Regions from separate parts of the Mus musculus genome. Here region 2 is linked to region 1. Evidence: chromatin contacts called from public HiChIP or PLAC-seq data. All regions are on one chromosome and are shown on one strand. Each heading gives the region's core, a stretch centred on a gene start, on an enhancer-like site or on the middle of the called end of the contact. The rest is flanking DNA. Distances are from core to core; before and after follow the strand shown.

Region 1 (6,756 bases), core at 2,662-5,161:
AAAAAGACAGAGACAAAGAGAAAGACAGAGAGACAGAGAAAAGATGTAGAGACAGAGACAGACACTGACAGAGAGAGACAGAGAGGGGTGGGCCTTAGACATCAATAGCTGTGAACTTGGGCTTCACTCGGCTTTTACTGAGCAGGTTTGGCTATCAGACCTGAGGTACTCTGCCAAGCAGAGGCCCAGCAGTCCAGCAGAACCTCATGGTGGGACAAGTCTAGGAAAGATTAACTGTCTACGACATTACCTTAGGACCCTGAATGTTCAGCCCAGTCACATCCTCTGTCCTAAACCTCTGTACCCTGTAGCCAAGCCATCTGATGTCCATGGTTCAGTCTCTGCCCTGTGGTGCTCACGATAAATGGAATTAGACATACCTCAGCCACAAGCCAGTCAGACATCCAGACGATGCAGGTCTGTCCCTGGAGAATGAGCTGGTCTCAAAAGCAATGTAGTGACCTCTGGAGATGGCACAGATGTGTCACTGGGGGCTCTGGAGCTGGGTACTTTGGGGTATGGCTCATCTTCTGTGTTCTTTTTCTTGGCTAAGACTTGGTGTGATCCAGTATATGTAGCATGAGGGAGTAATCCCTCAGGTTCATTCCCCTTTACATTTGGGGACTGGATCTCCAATTTGGAGAATTTGGAGCTTGCTGACTAGGCTGGTGGCAGGCCATTGGGGATCTACTGGTTTCCATCTCTCCAGTGCTGAGGTTAAATTAAGCAAGCTCCACCATGATCAGCAGTTTCTACATCAGTTCTAAGAATTGAACTCAGGTCCTTGTACCTTGTACCTTTACATCATCTTCTTGCCTGGGAATTATATGTTTTAATATATAAAATATCTATTTAAATTTATTAATATAATAAACTATGTATTTATATATAATATATTATTTATTTGTTTACTTATTTACTACAGGGGATGACATGTGTGGAGGTCTGAGGACAAAGCACAGAAGCGGGTTCTTTTCTCCCACTGTATAGGTTCCAGAGATTGAACTCAAGTCTTCAGCCTGGGCAGCAAGCACCTTGACCCACTGACCATCGTGCTGGCCCGTGGTTGAGAATTTTGGAAGTATGACATACCACACACCTGTCCCTCAGTTTGTGACTGCCATTTGCACGCTCAACATCAGATGTCTGCCTATATCTAGCACTTCAGTTTTCTCCTGCCCTGTAGGGAGCAGACCTATACCCAGAAATCTTAAAAGAAAGAAAGAAGGAAAGAAGGAAAGAAAGAAAGAAGGAAAGAAGGAAAGAAAGAGAGAGAGAGAGAGAGAGAGGAGAGGGAGGGAGGGAGGGAGGGGAGGGGAGGGGAGGGGAGGGGAGGGGAGGGAAGGGAAGGGAAGGGAAGGGAAGGGAAGGGAAGGGAAGGGAAGGGAAGGGAAGGGAAGGGAAGGAAGAAAGACCAACAGACATTTATTGACAGATGCAGACCTGTGTGTGCAGAGGGCTCCCTCACAACATACACCCATGAGTGGACACATGGGATACCTGCACACTCACTAGGTGTTCATGGAGCTATGCACAGTAGGAGAGGAGGGCACATGTAGGGAGAAACCTTGATGTGAAGTCAATGTCCCCCACCCCACAGCCTTAGAGACCAGCCTCAAGGCCTATGCTGCCCCCAGGACCCCAGGCCTTTGCCTGAACTGTCTCTGTGTCTCCCCAAAGCTCAATTGTCCTCTCCTTGAGGCACCCAGAGCCTCCTCAGAATTCCCCTGGTCAGGAATGCACCAGCTACCCTGCCTTAATGGTGTACCCCCAGATGCTGGGACACTTGATCATCAGCACCACACAGTCACTTAAGGACCCAAGCCAATAGAAGCTCCACCACCAGTCTTGCCAGCTGAGCCACCCTTAGTGGCCATGGTAGGGAAGAGGGACACCGGCGGGTCAAGCCTCACACTAATGGGAAGTGAGTGAATTGTACCTCTGTCTTGTTGACTGGAATTAGTCACAAGGTGCCACCTCCTCTCAGGGGCCCTGGGAAGTTCAATGCTCCATGCTTGCTGTCCTCTGATGCTGCCCAAGGTGAGGAGAGAAAGCAGGACTGGGAAGAAAGTGCTTCATGTACATTCATGAAACCCAGACCTCGTGTTAAAAAATGGGTGCCATGACATGTGCTCTTGTCCCAGTGCTGGGGAGGTGCAGATAGCTGACCTGAGATTCTGGACAGCTCACAGAGCCGACTTGCTGAGTTCCAGGTAAGAGACTCCGTTTCAGGGGGGGGGGGGGGAAGGAAAACTAAAGATGGTTCCTGAGACCAACACCAAGGATTAGCACATGTGCATACACACACAAATATGCATGAATAACATATGTGCATCTGTACACACACACACACAGAGAGAGAGAGAGAGAGAGAGAGAGAGAGAGAGAGAGAGAGAAACAGGCTTTTGTTCTCTTATAGTTCTGAAAAGCCAACCAGTGCTAAGATGATCCTGATAGGTCCAGACACACCCACAAGCCTCAGCTACTGACCTCTTCCTCTCTCCCATCCTCAAAAACCACAAAAAAATACCCACTTCCCCACGTGACCTGCTGCCCTCCTCTCATTAATCCCCTTGTATCTACCGGATAGCCCGTGCTAATCCTCCCATTGCAAGTTCCTTAAATCCTCACATAGGCAAACCCAAGACAAGATCTCATGTAGCTTAGGCCGGCCTCAAACTTGCTATGCAGCGGGGGATAACCTTGAACTCTTGACCCTTCTGCTTCTACCTCTTAATATCCAGAATTAAAGGTCTACACTACCATGCCTGGTTCCTGTGGTACTGAGGCCCAAACCAAGTAGTTGATAGGGATCAGACAAGCCCTCTCCTTACTGAGCCATATCCCTAGCCCACCCCGCAGGATTCTGAGGACCTTTAAAGCGCTGCTCACCGTTCCCCTCCTCAGTGCTAATGTCACTGCTCACATGGCCTCTGTTGGGGTCTTTAGGGTCAGCACTGGAGAAAGCATCTACCCACCCACCCACCCCCAGCCCCACCGGCGTCTAGGAAGTCTGCAGGGAGTCAAGGAGTTGCGGATCATGATTGAACAAACTTGGCAAAAGCAAGAGGTGCGTGAGAACAGGGAGCCCAGGAGAAGGTGGGTGGACAGGACAACCACCTCGGGAACAGCTAGTGGGGACAGGAACTCTCTGATGTGGCAGTTCTAGCACAGCATGGGCCCTTCATGCCTATGCATGGAGGGATCGTGTGGGAGACGTGTGGAAAGATGGGGCAGAAGAAACAGAATGGAATATTTCACTCTCCTGTGGCTTCCTGTTCAACAAACTGCAGGGACCCGTCTATGTCTGCCCTCCCAGCACTGGGATTACAAACATGAACCACCACACAGAAGTTTTTTGTTTGTTTACTTTGCTTATGTGGGTTTGGGGGAGTGAACTGGGGTCTTCCTGCTTGCACAGCCAACACTTTCCAGACTGAGCTGCCATCTCCCCAGATCCCGCCCCTTCTCCTAAGCACCACAGGAGGTCTCCATGCCAACCTTGCAGTGCCACACAGATGAGGGAACAGAGGAGCCCCTGACCCAAGTTCTCAGGCCAGCCAGCTGACTAGGCTTGAATTTACAAGCCCGTGGTAGTCACTGAAAGCACCGGCCATGTTGGGCCCGCCCATCCTGGGCCAAGCTTTGCCGCACTTCCAGTTGACCATCCTGTCTCTTTAGATACTAGACCTCATCAGCAAAACAAAGATTGCAAAGCTGCTTTTGGCTCCCACCCTTCCGCGGGCAGCCCTGTAATCAGGGTGGATTCCCTGAAGGGGACTGGGACTAGATCTGAAGTTCCTGCTGCAAACAAGACATAGTCCCTTTGGTGTGGCCAAGAGATGATCCAGCATGAACAGGGAGAGGCCCAAGGCACCGATGACTCCATGGCCCAAAAATGAGAATCAAAGAAGCATACACGATTGTGCAAACTTCCCACAAGCTGCCAGTCAGCCCTGGGCAGGAGGAGAAGAGCTGTTCACATGCCTGCATGTGAGCTTACTATGTTTAGCTTCGTTCACTATACATACAGGCTGTCAGGAGGGGCTGGATAGAAACCAGAAATGATGGACCTCACCAGGCCCCTCGTTCCAGACACCTGCTCTGTGGTTCAGCCATTCACTCAGCCAGGAGGTCAGTCAGTATTCCTCTATCTGTTTCCTCATTCATTTCCCAAGAGTGTGCCAGGGATTGTGCAAGGCTCTCTGGGTAAAAGCCACAACAATCTCAAGGAGCCTGCATGTCCTGAGAACCTCGAAGAACAGCAAAGCACTAAATATAGGTAGCCCTGGGCAAGCTTACCACAATGATAAAGGCATGTGCCTAGAGCCCCGGAACATATAACATAGGACTCTGGTATCTCCCTAAGGAAAAAAAAATTAATCACTAGTTTAAAAAATCAAAACAAGGGGGCTGGAGAGATGCTCAGTGGTTAAGAGCACTGACTGCTCTTCCAGAGGTCCAGAGTTCAAATCCTAGCAACCACATGGTGGCTCACAACCATCCATAATGAGATCTGACTCCCTCTTCTGATGTGTCTGAAGACAGCTACAGTGTACTTATATAAAATAAATAAATCTTTTCTAAAAAAAATCAAAACAAGATTTTACACCTGAAAAATGTTTAACTCTGCAAACATTTCTTTTCTCATGAATGTGGAGTTGAACATGACACTCAACGTGGTCTTTAAATCCCCATTGAACTGAACTGGCCAAGAACAATCAGCACGAAGTCATTCTCCAAATCCCCTTGGTACCCGGGGCCATACAAAAGGCCTGGGTCTTGCCAATCTGTGAGATAGCTGGGAAAGGTGGTCCTGACACCCAGTGACCGTGGCCAAGCCCAAGGCTCAGAATGCTGGGGTATATGGGGTGCTAGAGAGGTGGGTCAGTCATTAAAGTTCTTGTCATGCAAGCATGGGGACTTGAGCTCGATCCCCAGAATCCCCGTAAAGCAGCTTAAACCAGCGAGCAGGTGGAGCACGCACTCGGCACTCAGGAAGTGGGTGAAGCTCACTGGCCAGCCAGGCCAACCAAATCAGTGCGCTCCACCCGGGTGGATGAGAGGTCCTGGATCTGAAAATAAGGAGGAGGGGCCGAGGAGATGGCTCAGCAGGTGAAGGCTGATCAGACTTGAGGTCAACCCCCACGACCCACATGGTAGGAGGAAAGAGCCAACGCCCAAGAGTTGACCTCTGAACTTCACACATACACCATGCATGTACCCACACACACGCATACACTCACATGCAAAATAAATACACAAACATGTAATTTCAAACAAAATTTTAAACAAGAGCAGGGAGAGATCCACAAAGACATCCAGCCTCGACCTCTGACCTGCACACATGTGCACCCACGTGCTTGCAACCTCACACAGAGTGCTGGGCTCTGGCCATGCTTCGACTCTTAGGTCCCAGGACCAGTGGGCCTTTGGGAGACTATGACACCTCCCAGGACACATTTATGAAGGAAACCCAGGCGTTGCCTCTGGGCTTGTGTGAGGAAGGCATTGTGAGGGAGGTGGGCATGTGTGAAGGAGGTAAGTCTGTGTGAGGTAGTTGGACCTCTGTGAGCATAGTGGACCTGTGTAAGAGAGGAGGGCCTGTCTGAGGGAAGTGGGCTTGTATGAAGGGAATGGGCCCGTGTGAGAGAGATAGACGTATGTGATATGAGCTTCCCTGACCTTCAGTTGCCTCCTCCAGACCCTCTAGAATGGTGCCTATCAGTTGGGCCTGAATGAAGCTGGGGGGAGTAGCTCACTGGGTGGGGTGCTTGCCCAGCATGCACTGCGTGTGTTTGATCCCAGCACTGTATAAAACAAGCTTGGTAGTACATACCTATAATCTCAGCACTAGGGAAGTAGAGGCAGGGGGATTTGAAGATCAAGGTTGTCCTTGTTTTCAACACCGAAACCCCAGCAAGAAGTCCGAGTGCTCGGCCCATACCTGCCCCTAAGCACACGCTCAGACCAGCTCAGACCATCTCAGCTCTTCTACTGTTCCCCTTCGTTCTCTGGAGGGCAAGGAGACAACTTTATCTCTGCATCTCTGGTTGCCATCCCAGAATGTCAAAGTCAATCAATCAAACTGCCTATTGAGTAAGCATCCTCTGCCCCTGGCACCGGCTTCCCGTCTGTGGCCTGGGAAATGAATAGTCAGCTCCTCTGGCAGCTGGTGACTGGGTGACTCCCTATCCTCAGCCCCTCAGCCACCTTTCCCTGGCCTCCAGCACACACTGGGAAGTACAGTGAACGGCTTGCATTCCCAACAGCCCTGGCTCCACAGCAGCCATGTGACTCCCTCTGGCCAATGAGATTCAGCAAGAGTTTCTAGGAGATCCTATACTTTCCCATGGAGCAGAGAGGGCCATGTTGCCACCCTAAGGCTACAAGCATGCACGCGGCTAAGGACAGACCAGGAAGAGGAAAAGAGCCTGGTCCTGAGCACTGCTGACTGCTCATGGCTTTAATCAGTAACCATTTACTTCCAGATTATGTACCGTGTCCCTGTGATGGTTTGTATATGTTTGGCCCAGGGAGTGGCACTGTTGGGAGGTGTGGCCTTGTTGGAATAGGTGTGCCCCTTGTGGGTGTGGTCTTTCATACCCTTGTCCTAGCTACCTAGGAGCCAGTATTCTGCTAGCAGTTTTCAGATGAAGATGTAGAACTCTCAGCTCTGCCTGCACCACGCCTGCCTGGATGCTGCCATGATCCGGCCTTGATGATAATGGACGGAACCTCTGAACCTGTAAGCTA
Region 2 (6,756 bases), core at 2,753-5,252, 230 kb before region 1:
GCAGGCCTCAGAGTTTCCCAGTCCTTAAAATAGGAGTTGACTGAAGACATGTCTTCCACTCAGTAACTCTTGCCACATTCGTTTGGGAGGGTCTTCTAGGCGTTTCTCTGAGATCTTGCTGGCTGGAGTTGGGGAGCTGGAGGGCTGGGGAGGTCCTGAGGGGTGTGTCTGTGGGAGGCAGGCAACAACGTGGGGGGTGAAGGCAGGCTCAGGGCCGGATGGGTAGGAGCCTGGAGGCATGAGAGACAGGGATGGATTCTTGGTGGTTGGGGTGGAATTTGACATCCTGCCATTTCCCCTTATCTCCTCATCAGAAGAGAACCAGAGGAGAATGTGAGCTCACCCTAACGCAAGCCATTTTCACCTCCTGGTTCCTATCAATTAAAGCCTCTGTCATCTGCTGATCAGGTTTTGGAAGACTTGAAAGGCATTTCTGGGGCTCATTAGGCTATCAGAACTCTCGTGAATGGTTGTCTCCCTCTGTAAGACCAGGGAATCAATCTCTTTACAGGCGTCCACACAATGGAGCTGGGATTTGAAGCTCAATTCTGCCATTTATTAGCTATGGCGTGATCTCATGGTACTTTCTTAATTGAAGCCGTGCTATCCCCCTGTATCAAACGGAAGCAGTAACTGTCCAGGTCCACGTACACACACATCAGTTGATAGCTCTCCTGTTATGTTAGGTTCATACGGACATACTGGATATTCCGTGTGTGTGTGTGTGTGTGTGTGTGTGTGTGTGTGTGTGTGTATAGGGGGTGTTACACTACTCACATAGAGGACAGAGGACAGCTTGTAGGAGTTGTTTCTTTTTCACTATGTGAGTCTTAGGGAAAACTAACTCAGGTCTTTGGATTTGGCAGCATAGCAGCCTCAGTCTACCTCTTTTTAAAGATTTTATTTATTCATTTATTCATTTATTTATTTATTTGTGTTTGTGTGTGTGTGTGTGTGTTTATGACTATACATGCCCATGGATGCACGAAGGTGTTTGTAGAGGCCAGAAGAGGCCGTCATATTCCCCAGAGCTGGAGTTATAGACAGCTATGAGCTGCCCCATATAGGTACCCGGAACTGAACTCTGGTCCTTTTGAGAGAGCAGCAAGTGGTCTTAGCCACTGAGTCCCACCTTGCGTTTTGAGACAGGGTCTCTCATTAGTCTGAAGCTTGCCAAGCAGTCTAGGCTGGCTAGTCAGTGAGCCTGGGGGATTCTCCTGTCTCTGACTCTTCAGTACCAGGATTAGAAGGGCACACACACCATAGAGTGCATGGCTTTTTATGGGTTCTGGGGATAAGACTTAGGTGCTCTGCCTGCTCTGGGAACAATATACTGAGCCATTTACCCACCGAGGGAGCAACCTCCCCTCGCTGGCTGATGCTTGACATCTTTCCCCATCACATGCTCTTCTTCTGGCATTGGTCTCCTTAACAGTGTGCCCCTCCCCGCCCCACCCCTCCCCATCCCCGCCCCCGCCCCCAGCACATGAGCCAAGACACACCTGGTTAACTGCTATAGGAGAACACTGAGTATCTCCTAAGGCTCACGTGCTAAGGAATTTTTAAGAGATGGGGGCAAACGAGCAGTCATTAAAGCACTGGAGGCTTGTCCTTGAAGGGAGCCCAGCTCCATGCCCTGCTCTCTTGACTCCCTGGTGAGGGGGTGAGTGGGTCTTACTCTGCCATGTACTCCAGCCACGATGCTCTGCCCCACCACAGGCTCAAAGCCATGGGCTCAAGTGACCATAGACTAAAACCATAAGCTTCTATCTGTTCCTTCTTCCGTTCCTCCCTACCTCCCTTTCTTTTAGTCTATCTATCTATATCCATTTATCATCTACCAATAATCTATCCATCATCTGTTTATCTATCATGTTTATTTATCATCTATCTTTCCCTCTCTCTTCTCCCCTTTATTTCTCTTATTCCCACCCTCATCATCTTCCTCTTTTTTCCCTTCCATTCTCTCTCTCTTTCTTAAGAGAGGTCTCATCATGTACCGTGGGCTAGCCTGGAACACCTATTCTGCCGCAGCACCCCGAGTTCTGGGATTACAGACAGATGCCATCACACTGGCTGAACTTTTTCTAAGTTGATTTTCTCAAGTGTGATTGTTAAGGTTTACTGGCAAGTGGATCTAGAATCATCTTGGAGACAAATCTCTGTGGGAGGTCTCTAGACTGAGTTAACAGACGTGGAAAGATTGACTCTAAGTGTGGGCGGTACCCTTCTATGGGTTGGAGTCCAGGACCAAAGTTTAAAAGTGGGAGCTAAGCACCCACATTTACTTCCCTGCTTCTTACTTTCAGATGCACTGTGGTCAGCTGCCTTGTTCTCCTGTGCCAGGATGGACTGAAACCTCCAACTGAGAGCCAAAGGACCCTTCCTTCTTTCCTTCCTTCCTTTCTTCCTTCCTTCCTTCCTTCCTTCCTTCCTTCCTTCCTCAAGTTGCTCTTCTTGTCATTTTGTCACAGTAGCAAATAAAGTACCTGTGACCTGCTGGTATTTTTCATACGTACAGAGATTAAGCAAACACAGTATCTTAATCAGGAAGATATCTTAAACTGTCTTTCCTCCAAGAAGCCCTCCTGGACAAGAACAAACCTTCTAGTGGCTTGACGGACACCCTCTACCAAAGATGCTGTCATCACATGGCTCCCTGACACACTCAACTGCATTTGAAGATCTCTTGATGTGTCTTTCTGTTGGCTTCCTGACTTCAAGACAGGAAACATGCCATAGTCCTCCCCCTCCTCCTCCCCTTTCTCCTCCTCTTTTCCCTTCTTTTTTCCTTTTCTTTTCTGACAGAGTCTCACATAGCACAGGCTATGTGACTTGCTATGTAGCCAAGGATGACCCTGAACTTCTGATCCTCGTGTCTCCACCTCCAGAACACGGAGATTACAGATCTGGACCACCAGGCTTAGTTTACGAATCTGGGTGTGCTGGGCCAGCATGCTACCACCTGAGCCACACCCTCAGCCCCACTTAGTTCTTTGTTTCGTTTTGGTCAGGTGATCTTCTCTACACATATTTTCTCTTGTTGCTTCTTAACCAGCTCCACTGCTGAAGTCATCTATGGTATCACGAAGGCGGCAGATGGCAGCCATCCACAATTGCAGCCCAAGGCTGGGCAGTACCCAGGATCTCCTTGATGTTCTAAAAAGTCCCGTGGCAGACAAAGTTTGGAGCTGTGACGAAAGGATGGGCCATCTAGAGACTGCCATATCCGAGGATCCATCCCATAATCAGCTTCCAAACGCTGACACCATTGCACACACTAGCAAGATTTTGCTGAAAGGACCCAGATATAGCTGTCTCTTGTGAGACTATGCCGCGGCCTAGCAAACACAGAAGTGGATGCTCACAGTCAGCTATTGGATGGATCACAGGGGCCCCAATGGAGGAGCTAGAGAAAGTAATCAAGGAGCTAAAGGGATCTACAACCCTATAGGTGGAACAACAATATGAACTAACCAGTACCCCGGAGCTCTTGTCTCTAGCTGCATATGCATCAAAAGATGGCCTAGTCGGCCATCACTGGGAAGAGAGGCCCATTGGACACGCAAACTTTATATGCCCCAGTACAGGGGAACGCCAGGGCCATAAAGTGGGAGTGGGTGGGTAGGGGAGTGGGGGGGAGGGTATGGGGGACTTTTGGGATAGCATTGGAAATGTAAATGAGGAAAATACCTAATAAAAATATTTTTTAAAAATGTCCTGTGGCTAAAGGACGGTGCAGCATCAGCTGGGCACTGTGGACAATCTCACCAAAAGTGCTATTTTCATTGTCTAATGGTTCTCTGCACCTTTCTTTCTGATGACCCGGGTAGAGGCAGACGATACTGCTCTGTCTGGGTCTGTCTGGGTCTGTCTGCTCTGGGTTGTCAATTACACATCATCAGACCTTTCCAGTCACTGGTTACCTTAGAGATGTTATCTCCCTCTCCCAGCTTAGGGTGATGACTCCCTCTCTTTACCCCTTCTCCACTAGGGGGCCCCATCTCTGCTTTCTCCTTCCCGGGTCAGCTGAAGTATTTGCCACTCCTTCCAGGAAGTCCCTGCCTCTAAAATGTCCTTCCCACCTTCCTTCTCAGAGAAGCCCCATGCCATTGAGCATACAGTTCCAAAACTTCCTTCTTCCTCAAAAGCTTTCCTTGGTGGCAATTCCACAGTAAGGCTATATACTTGCTGCTGCATCGCGTTTGACGAATCTGCTGGGGAGAGGTATTTAGGGTGTGTCTGTGTTTAGCCATACAGACACTTGCAAAGAACGTACTTTTCTGTGTAAATGAGGTCTCAGTCTGTAGCACAAGCTGGACTGGAACTCACTAACAACAACCTTCCTGCCTCAGCCTCCCGAGGGCTGGGGTTTCACAGCTACAGTACCATGGCTGCAAGACCATTCTTGGGTGCACAGATGTGGTAAGATAGTTCAGGACAGGACCTGAAGGTGGAGGCGTTGCTGGGTCGGATACCACAGGCAGGGGTTAATTTAGAAAAGCTGGCCCAGAACTGAGGGTGTGGCTCAGCTAGTGGGTCTCACCTAGCGAGCAGGAGGCCACAGACTAACTGACTGTGGCTGCGGTGCACTCCGGGAATCTTGGTATTTAGGAGGTGGAGTCAGGAGGATCGCAAGTTCAAGGTCAGACCTAGATCGAACTGAGGCCACCCTCTGCTACCTGAACAAGACAGAAAGGATGGAAAGAAGAGGAGGGGGAGGGGGAAAGGGGAGAGGAGGAGGAGGAGGAGGAGGGGGAGGAGGAGGAGGAGGAGGAGGAGGAGGAGGAGGAGGAGGAGGAGGAGGAGGAGGAGGAGACCTCAGGCAGAGAGCGCAATAAATAGGTTGGTGAGAGGGTGCTTCAAGTTAAAGCCAGAGTGAGGATGGAAAGTCGGTCCCCAGTGTCTTACAGCCAGCCCTGCCCCCTCCTTCCCTCTTCCTCTTGCTGGAACTCTTAGATCTTCCCAGATCCAGAAAGCCTTGTGGGGGGGGGCACACCCAAGATAGGGATTTGAGGGGAGGGGGACCCAAAGCCATTAGTGCTTAATTAAAAACCCTTTGTCTTGCTGACAGACCTGCAGGATTTCCTACCATGCAAACCTCAGATGTGCTCTGTCCTTTGGGGTGACACTGGTTGAGGCAGGTGCCCAGAGAATTCAAAAGATGGTAGGTGGGGGAGCTGAGGTCTCCGCATAACAAAACCTTGGCTTTTAAGGACCAACACTGGGGTATTTTCTAACCTCACTTATTCATTCCTTACTACAGCCCTTCCTACAGTGTTTTGTCTTGCTTAGTTTTTAAACTTAAAATTTGTAATATCTATCTATCTATCTATCTATCTATCTATCTATCTATCTATCTATCTACTTATTGTGTGGTTTGATGCATGCCATGACGCATGCGCAGAGGTCAAAAGACAACTTGTGGGATCTGGTTCTCTCCACCCCGTGAATTTCACAAATCAAACTCAGGTTGCCAGCCTTGGCAGCAAGCCCCTTCCCCTCTGACCCATCTTGCCCACCATCTTTGTTTTTAAGCTAGGATCACGTGTAGTTCAAGCAGGTATCAGACTCACTGTGTAGCAAGGGTGACCTTGAACTTATGATCCTCCTGGGTGCTTGAGTCACAGACAAGGGCATATCGGGGTCTGAACCTAAGACTTCCTTTATGCATTGTACCAACTGACCCACATCTCCAGCCCCTCAGGAATTCTTTTCCTTAAATGAATAACTGTGTGGGGGGGGGGGGGGGAGAGAAAGCCTCCTACCCATTGCCTCTTGAGAGTCACAGAGAAAGTGACCTTGCAGGCTGCAGAGCAGTACCCTGGAGGGCCAGACTGACTCACCTTCACACAATGCCAGGACGAAGGGAGGCCTTCTCTGAGGAGGTGACTCAGAAGCAGAGTTTTGAAGGATGAATAGGAGTTTGCCAGAGAACCAAATCAAATTGATTGATCTTGCCACTCTAACTGATCTTGCCCATTTTCATACAAGCTCTTCAAGTGACACTCCGGTGTCAGATTAGGGGTTCTGTTGCCCTTTAAGAGGTGCTGTGAAGAGGGACAGGATGCTGGCTCCCTTGGGCTCCATAGCACTGAGTCCCATGCGATCCGGTTTCTCATTCAGCAGAATGCTTACTGATTGCTTTTGTCTCAGGGTGCTGATTCTCCCGGGACGGGAGATTTATTCAGTCCTAGTCTGCGCAGACTTGGCTCTTATTTGCCTGAGGAAATATATTTCTTGGGTTGTTCCCCGAGGAGCGATGCTAGGTCATTACGCTGTGAATTGTTAGTCCATAAAGGATCCGTCCCTCACTCAGCCCGACTCTGAGCCTGGGCTGTTTGGAACACCGGTTACCTTAATCCTTCCGTGGTGTCAGGATGATGGCTCTGCGTGGTCGGGAAGCGAGAGCTGGCGGGTTATTTGTGGATGAGAGGTAAGTGTGGCTCCCCTGCAGGACCTCTGTTTTCACAGAGCTTAAGACAGAAGCGGAAGAGTGGGGAGGAGGGGGCCCAGTGTTAGTCAGGAACTTTTAGTGCCTTGCTTGGCACTTGAAAGTAAGATAAACAGCAGCCGCGGCTTGGTGTCAGTTCCAAGTACAGCTCAGATCCATGGGAGGGCTGAAGGTGTCTCACCGTGGACAGAGGTGCAGGAAATACTGGATTCTGTCCCCAGCACTGTATACACCAAGCATGGCACACACGTAGGTAAGCACAGCACTTGGGAAAAGGAGGCACGAGGATTAGAGGTTCAAGG

What was found. HiChIP or PLAC-seq counts read pairs in DNA pulled down with a chosen protein or histone mark.
Region 2: an H3K4me3 HiChIP or PLAC-seq map of embryonic stem cells shows a contact between it and region 1, with 6 times the contacts expected there. The contact joins two enhancer-like sites. A contact is called at or near these places in 2 of 484 Hi-C or Micro-C datasets (embryonic stem cells and myocytes), 7 of 115 datasets of contacts at active chromatin or transcription factors (all in embryonic stem cells) and 1 of 9 other capture datasets (embryonic stem cells).

What each region holds. Positions count from the first base shown.
Region 1 is chr1:119,296,365-119,303,120 of GRCm38.p6, forward strand. No RefSeq gene overlaps it. Among named protein-coding and RNA genes, the nearest start is that of Gm33388, 5.7 kb to the right of the region's middle. Within about 2 kb of position 3,912, at least 38 of the 459 cell types and tissues checked have an H3K27ac peak or open chromatin away from gene starts, as enhancers often do. A contact at or near this core is called in embryonic stem cells, where this site is marked.
Region 2 is chr1:119,071,094-119,077,849 of GRCm38.p6, forward strand. No RefSeq gene overlaps it. Among named protein-coding and RNA genes, the nearest start is that of Gli2, 21 kb to the left of the region's middle. Within about 2 kb of position 4,003, at least 12 of the 459 cell types and tissues checked have an H3K27ac peak or open chromatin away from gene starts, as enhancers often do. A contact at or near this core is called in embryonic stem cells, where this site is marked.